2 separate regions of the Bombyx mori genome follow, and region 1 is linked to region 2. A link is a contact called in public Hi-C data. All regions are on one chromosome and are shown on one strand. Each heading gives the region's core, a stretch centred on a gene start, on an enhancer-like site or on the middle of the called end of the contact. The rest is flanking DNA. Distances are from core to core; before and after follow the strand shown. Region 1 overlaps LOC101743670 (sialin). Region 2 holds the start of LOC101736475 (protein bicaudal C homolog 1-A).

The links. Hi-C and Micro-C count contacts between places; a contact is called where the count stands out from the background.
Region 1: a Hi-C map of midgut shows a contact between it and region 2, with 2.2 times the contacts expected there. The contact joins the enhancer-like site here to the promoter of LOC101736475 in region 2. A contact is called at or near these places in 2 of 7 Hi-C or Micro-C datasets (midgut and whole pupa).

Annotation. Positions count from the first base shown.
Region 1 is chr3:1,991,314-1,994,013 of ASM3026992v2, reverse strand. All of the region lies in intron 8 of LOC101743670 (sialin), which reads right to left. Among protein-coding and RNA genes, the nearest start is that of LOC101736753, 42 kb to the left of the region's middle. Within about 2 kb of position 1,418, at least 2 of the 8 cell types and tissues checked have open chromatin away from gene starts, as enhancers often do.
Region 2 is chr3:1,924,164-1,926,962 of ASM3026992v2, reverse strand. LOC101736475 (protein bicaudal C homolog 1-A) reads left to right here and starts at 1,258. Exons shown (of 20, transcript XM_012688490.4): 1 at 1,258-1,514; 2 at 1,851-1,995; 3 at 2,369-2,412; 4 at 2,535-2,604. The coding sequence starts at 1,440. It overlaps LOC101743670 (sialin), which reads right to left and starts at 828. Exons shown (of 12, transcript XM_038021329.2): 1 at 538-828. It overlaps LOC134201016 (a long non-coding RNA gene), which reads right to left and starts at 2,421. Exons shown (of 2, transcript XR_009976171.1): 1 at 2,018-2,421; 2 at 1,534-1,783.

The DNA.
Region 1 (2,700 bases), core at 169-2,668, 67 kb before region 2:
AAAAATTATAGCTTAATGATGAGTATGTGTTTGAAGCAACGGTACATTAGCAGTTTCGGAGGAAACAACAAAGGCAATATCAATAGAGCGAGTGAAATTACTCCGTGAACTCCGTAGACCACTGCTCTGAACGTTTTAAATTTGTTTATATGAAAACTTCTTTTTTTTATTGCTAAGATGGGTGGACGAGCTTACAGCCCACCTGGTGTTAAGTGGTTACTGGAGCCCATAGACATCACGCAAATGCGCCACCCGCCTTGAGATATAAGTTCTAAGGTCTCATGTATAGTTACAACGACTGACCCACCCTTCAAACCGAAACGCATTACTGCTTCACGGCAGAAATAGGCAGGGTGGTTGTAACCACCTCGCGCGGACTCACAAGAGGTCCTACCACCACTAAAACCCTTCTCTACGAAATGTCGGGGGCGCGATTCAGGAATCTGTCAAACAACTTCTTTTCTTTGCTAGCTACATTCTCACCTAAACATTTGATTGATTTGTAAATAAATAAAATAGCGTACAGTATCAAGAGTAAATAGTAAAAGTAAATAAATATAATAGAGTACAGTAAATAGAGTACAGTACAGAATACAATTAATAGTGTAATTATTTTATCCAAAATAAAACGGCCTCACACGCCGCGCCATCGGATATTTGGGCATCAAATTCCTATCGTGCTCTCATAATGAGTTCCGAGAAATATCGCACCATATACCTACCTTCAGAAATGATAAAATAAAAATGTGAGATCGACCGATGAGGTTAAGCAAAAAATATATATATAAACGCTTGAATGATTGCTGCGATAATTTAAACGGACATTTTGGAGCCGAGCGGTGGCGCCGCCAGATCCAATTAGGGTTCCTTATGACACGTAATAACGCAACAAGAATTGGTCATGATGCTTGGTCATGGTCATTGGTCTTTTACTGGTGGTAGGACCTCTTGTGAGTCAGCACGGGTAGGTACCACCACCCTGCCTATTTCTGCCGTAAAGCAGTAATGCGTTTCGGTTTAAACGAAGGGCGGGGCAGCCGTTGTAACTATACTTGAGACCTTAGAACTTGTATCTCAAGGTGAGTGGCGCATTTACGTCGTAGATGTCTATGGGCTCCAGTAACCACTTAACACCAGGTGGGCTGTGAGCTAGTCCCCTCATCAAAACAATAAAAAAAATTTATTAAAGAACTGCGCGATTTGTATGTAATCCATCTTAAAGCATGCACGCCCTTTTCAGCGGAGATCTTTGCGAGATCAATGCTATTTTTTATTTCGCAAGATCTGCAGACTTTTCATTTCGTTCCTGGGTTCTTGGTGCCAGTTGAATGAAAAATAAGCTAGTATGGTGTATCCGTATCTCTTGATGTATAAGCCGGACAGGCTAATATCATTTTTTCATTAGCAACTAAGTAAGGCCTATTAACCACGCCACATAGTGATGTTTTAGAGCATTTCTATATAGACTATTCAATTAGCAAGAGTATGGGGTATTGCGAACATCAAACAATTGTAATGTACGAGATGACTCAGTCGTTACGTCGAAGCGCTTAAGTTATGTAACATTATGAACAAAAGTATTAATAAAATATTAAAATATTTATGTTCGAATTTTAGATAGAACATAATATTATGTATAATATTTTTGATCGAGTCTGGAGTCTGGTTTAGAGTTTGAAATTATAATAATGAATTCGTTATGAACGATAATTGAACTAATACTGAAACTAATTGAAATAAACTCATTTACTACTGGTGGTAGGACGTCTTGTGAATCGGCACGGTTAGGTGCAACGTTTTACTGTTAAAACTGAGACCTCAAAACTCATGTTGACTGCATACGATTTCATATGTACATACTCGTGCTTGCTTCCCATCAGATTGAAGATTCACCTATTTATGATATAAATAACAAAGATTTAAGATCGCATAAAGCACTAAAAATCGGGATCATCCGCAGGCACGTTATAAACTAAGCTTTTCTACACTATATACAAATGTATATAATTTAAGAATTGAAAATTATTTTCTACACGTAATAGTGTGTGAATGCGTAATGAATGTTTAGTGTTTTTTAATGTGCAAAATCACTTTTGTGCATACCTGTACCGCTTACGTTCATTCACCTTCCGCTGACTCAACATTTACAATTTCATATGGAAGGACTAAAAGTTGAATATTCAGGATTAAAGATCAACGTAGGTAATTTTTTGGACGACACTAAAATTAAAACTAAACTTAAAACTTGATTTAGTTTGGATATTTATTAAATTTTAAATCGACGACAATACAACCAATAACTTACATTCACAGCAACCAACTGCTCCCTCCCTCAACGATGCAACATTCAATTAATTTCAACGAAGCAACAAAAACCATCTTCCAATCCGGCTGGTCACCGTGGAAGATCAAGACCAAAACCCTCTAAGGAAGATATCTCGAACTTCTTCAATAATAAGAAAATGGAACACAAACCCAAGAAATACTTCACTCAACTAAAGAGAAGAAAGATCAGCTTTACATAGTAACTTAGAACATCAGAACTTAATAATGAAACAGCTGTTATTCTTTAGAGGAGGCCTTCACCTTCACTCGAGGAGGGGTCCATGCAAACAAACTTCTATATTTTTTTTTTAAAACGTTGTCTAGATTTATACTTTTGTAAGGAAACGGAAGGGAGAGAGAAAGGAAGCAAATTAA
Region 2 (2,799 bases), core at 9-2,508:
GAGAGTTAGACGTCGTGGTGGTATGGTATTAAATAGTATTAAAGTTGGCGCGAATTTGTATACGTATTATATTTTCATAATTTTTGGTTTGTCGACTGATTTCAAACAAACAGTACAAGTTATCCGAAGCTTATCTTAATTAAGTACCCAATAAACCATAATAAAATTGGTCAAGTTCGACATACAAATGCACAAACAGATAAATGAAAGTGTAGTTTCAATTTCATTTGTTTTTTTTTAGTTATATAATTAGTATAGATTAATAGAAATGGTTTTTTTTTAAGTACATTAAGAGTACAATTTTACACACACTTTAAAAGTTACTAGAATGTGGAGTAGTAGTAGCCGGTCGGGAGGACCGTGAAACACGGCCAATGAAATTATTATCCACAGATGCTAAATTTTATTAAATGTGGCTGCTTTTATTTCGAACACAATCACCCAATTAGAATTCCATGAATAGCTTACACTCTCACCAAAAAATTTTGGAGAGTTAAATTGATACTTGTAAGAACAAAATAACCGTCGAATACTCACAGTATTATTTTTATACACTTGATTCTTTACGATTTTCGGCACACTTAAAATACGATATGCACTATAAAAAGACTTACACTTAAATACCTATAATATAATACTTTACTAAAGCTACTTTAATTTATAAATTAAAAACTTAAAATTATAATGACACGAGATTTGAGAGTCGAGACGACGCACGTATAACACCGGCCAGCGCAGAAACCCGACTGATGCGACCTCGCGCGGCTTCTTAAGTAGAACTCAAAAGTTTAATTCAAAACAGGTCGTTCCGTTTCTCGTGCTCGAATACGATTACATTAGCATTACAAGTTCGTAACAATAAGGCGATTTCATTCATGCGAACAAATCAATCTATTCCATACATAAATTGGGAACGGATTATTTGTTATTTATTATTAACCTTTCATTACAAGAAAACAATTTTTATTATAATTTCAGTAATACAACTGTTGCAAATAAGTATAAGTAATACAAAATGTTTTTTTAAGTAGATAATCGAAAACATTTTGATTATTTATAGAACGAAATACAAAGATTTACAACAAATTTACAAAGTTTTTTTTAAAATTAAAAACAGGAAAATTTACTAAATTTCTGTCTTTTTTTGACAAACTGACAATTTTTGAATTTTGTCTGAGAAAGTAACGAATTTTAAACTACCTCCATTTAAGTTTGTTCAACATAATAAGTACACACTTTTTCAATACTTTTAAAATCTTTCAAAGAGTCACTTCGTGAAGTTGTTCTGGTATAACCACAGAATTTTTATATATTTATAGTATTTTCTTCAATAATGTACATTTAGACAATCAATTTTATTCATGCATTGATATTGATTGATAAATATATTGACTATAATATAATAATACATATTATTTTTAATTTATTCAAAATTTATAATGGCTACGACCAATTACTTAACGGTAAAAACGCATTTATCAGAATTTAAAACAGACAAAGATGCATTAAGTGAGGTGAGTGACATAAAAACACTTAAAACAGTATTTTATTATTTTGAAATTATAACATTTTATGTGTATCTAAGAACAAATGTATAGAATGCACACTTATAATAAAATATTCTTACTCTTTTAGTCGGCACAAATAGTATTTGTGTGTATGTATGTTTCTTATTTATTTGGAAACACGAATATTTAGCAATCCGCCATTTTGATTTTAATATTTTCAAATAATTCTTTCTATAATTTGTTATGACGCCGTTTGTCACTTTTAAAACTGTTATCTGGAAATTCAACGAAATCAGTTCAGTTAAATGATGGGGAGTATTCAGTTACTAAATATTCTGTTAGGCGTCAGAAAGCGGTACAAGTAACTCGGTGACGTCAGCGGAAGACCTACAAAAATTAGCCGTAATACTCGGTTTGAATAGTGCCGAGGATGTCTACCAAGAGAGATTTCGAGTTGACAGACGACGCCTTGAGGCTATGTTGGGTGGTAAGGAAATCAAATTACTTACAATTTTTTTTATAGTAAACTGATTAGCATCCCGGCCATGATGTAGGTATCTTCATCTAATTCGAATGGTTCCGTTTCAAGATCAATTCCTCACAATTTTTTCGGAAAAAAAGAATCTTTACCAAAAGCATTATTTATTTTAAACAGTCCCGAATAAAAAACTGGAACTATGCAAATGATGGATACTTCAAAGAACCGTAACAAAGAAGATCTGAGGTACCACCTTAGATTTAATTTATAACTGACTGGACCGTCACGATATTAAAACACAAATTTGAAATCTCAAATTATTTTTAACTTTCATAAGAGGTAATTAATTCGTGCTTACATTTGTATTTTTACAATTTCATAGATAACCTCGAGGAATCACAAACAGCGCAAGCATTCTTTCATCGGGTAAGGTTTTTGAAGTTCATATTTTTAACAAAGCACGTAAATACTTAAATACATTTTTTGTAATAAATTGCTATAATTAGAGAATAGTGGTGTACCTCAAATTATTCAATTTACAATCACAGGTAATGAATGAAACGAACACTTTAATAAATTGGCCTGCACGCTTGAAAATCGGAGCTCGCTCTAAAAAAGGTAAATAATAAGATGGAAATTCACTTCATTACTTATCTGGTATCAAATAAATTTCTTTATTTTTGAATGAAACGAATCTTTATTATTCTTCAACGACAATTTGGCGGGAATTTACTGGCGCCAAAAAGACTAGCGAATGGGCGCCGTTCTGGCGGTCAAATCCAAAATTCGAATCATTTGCACGCGTCGGTTGCT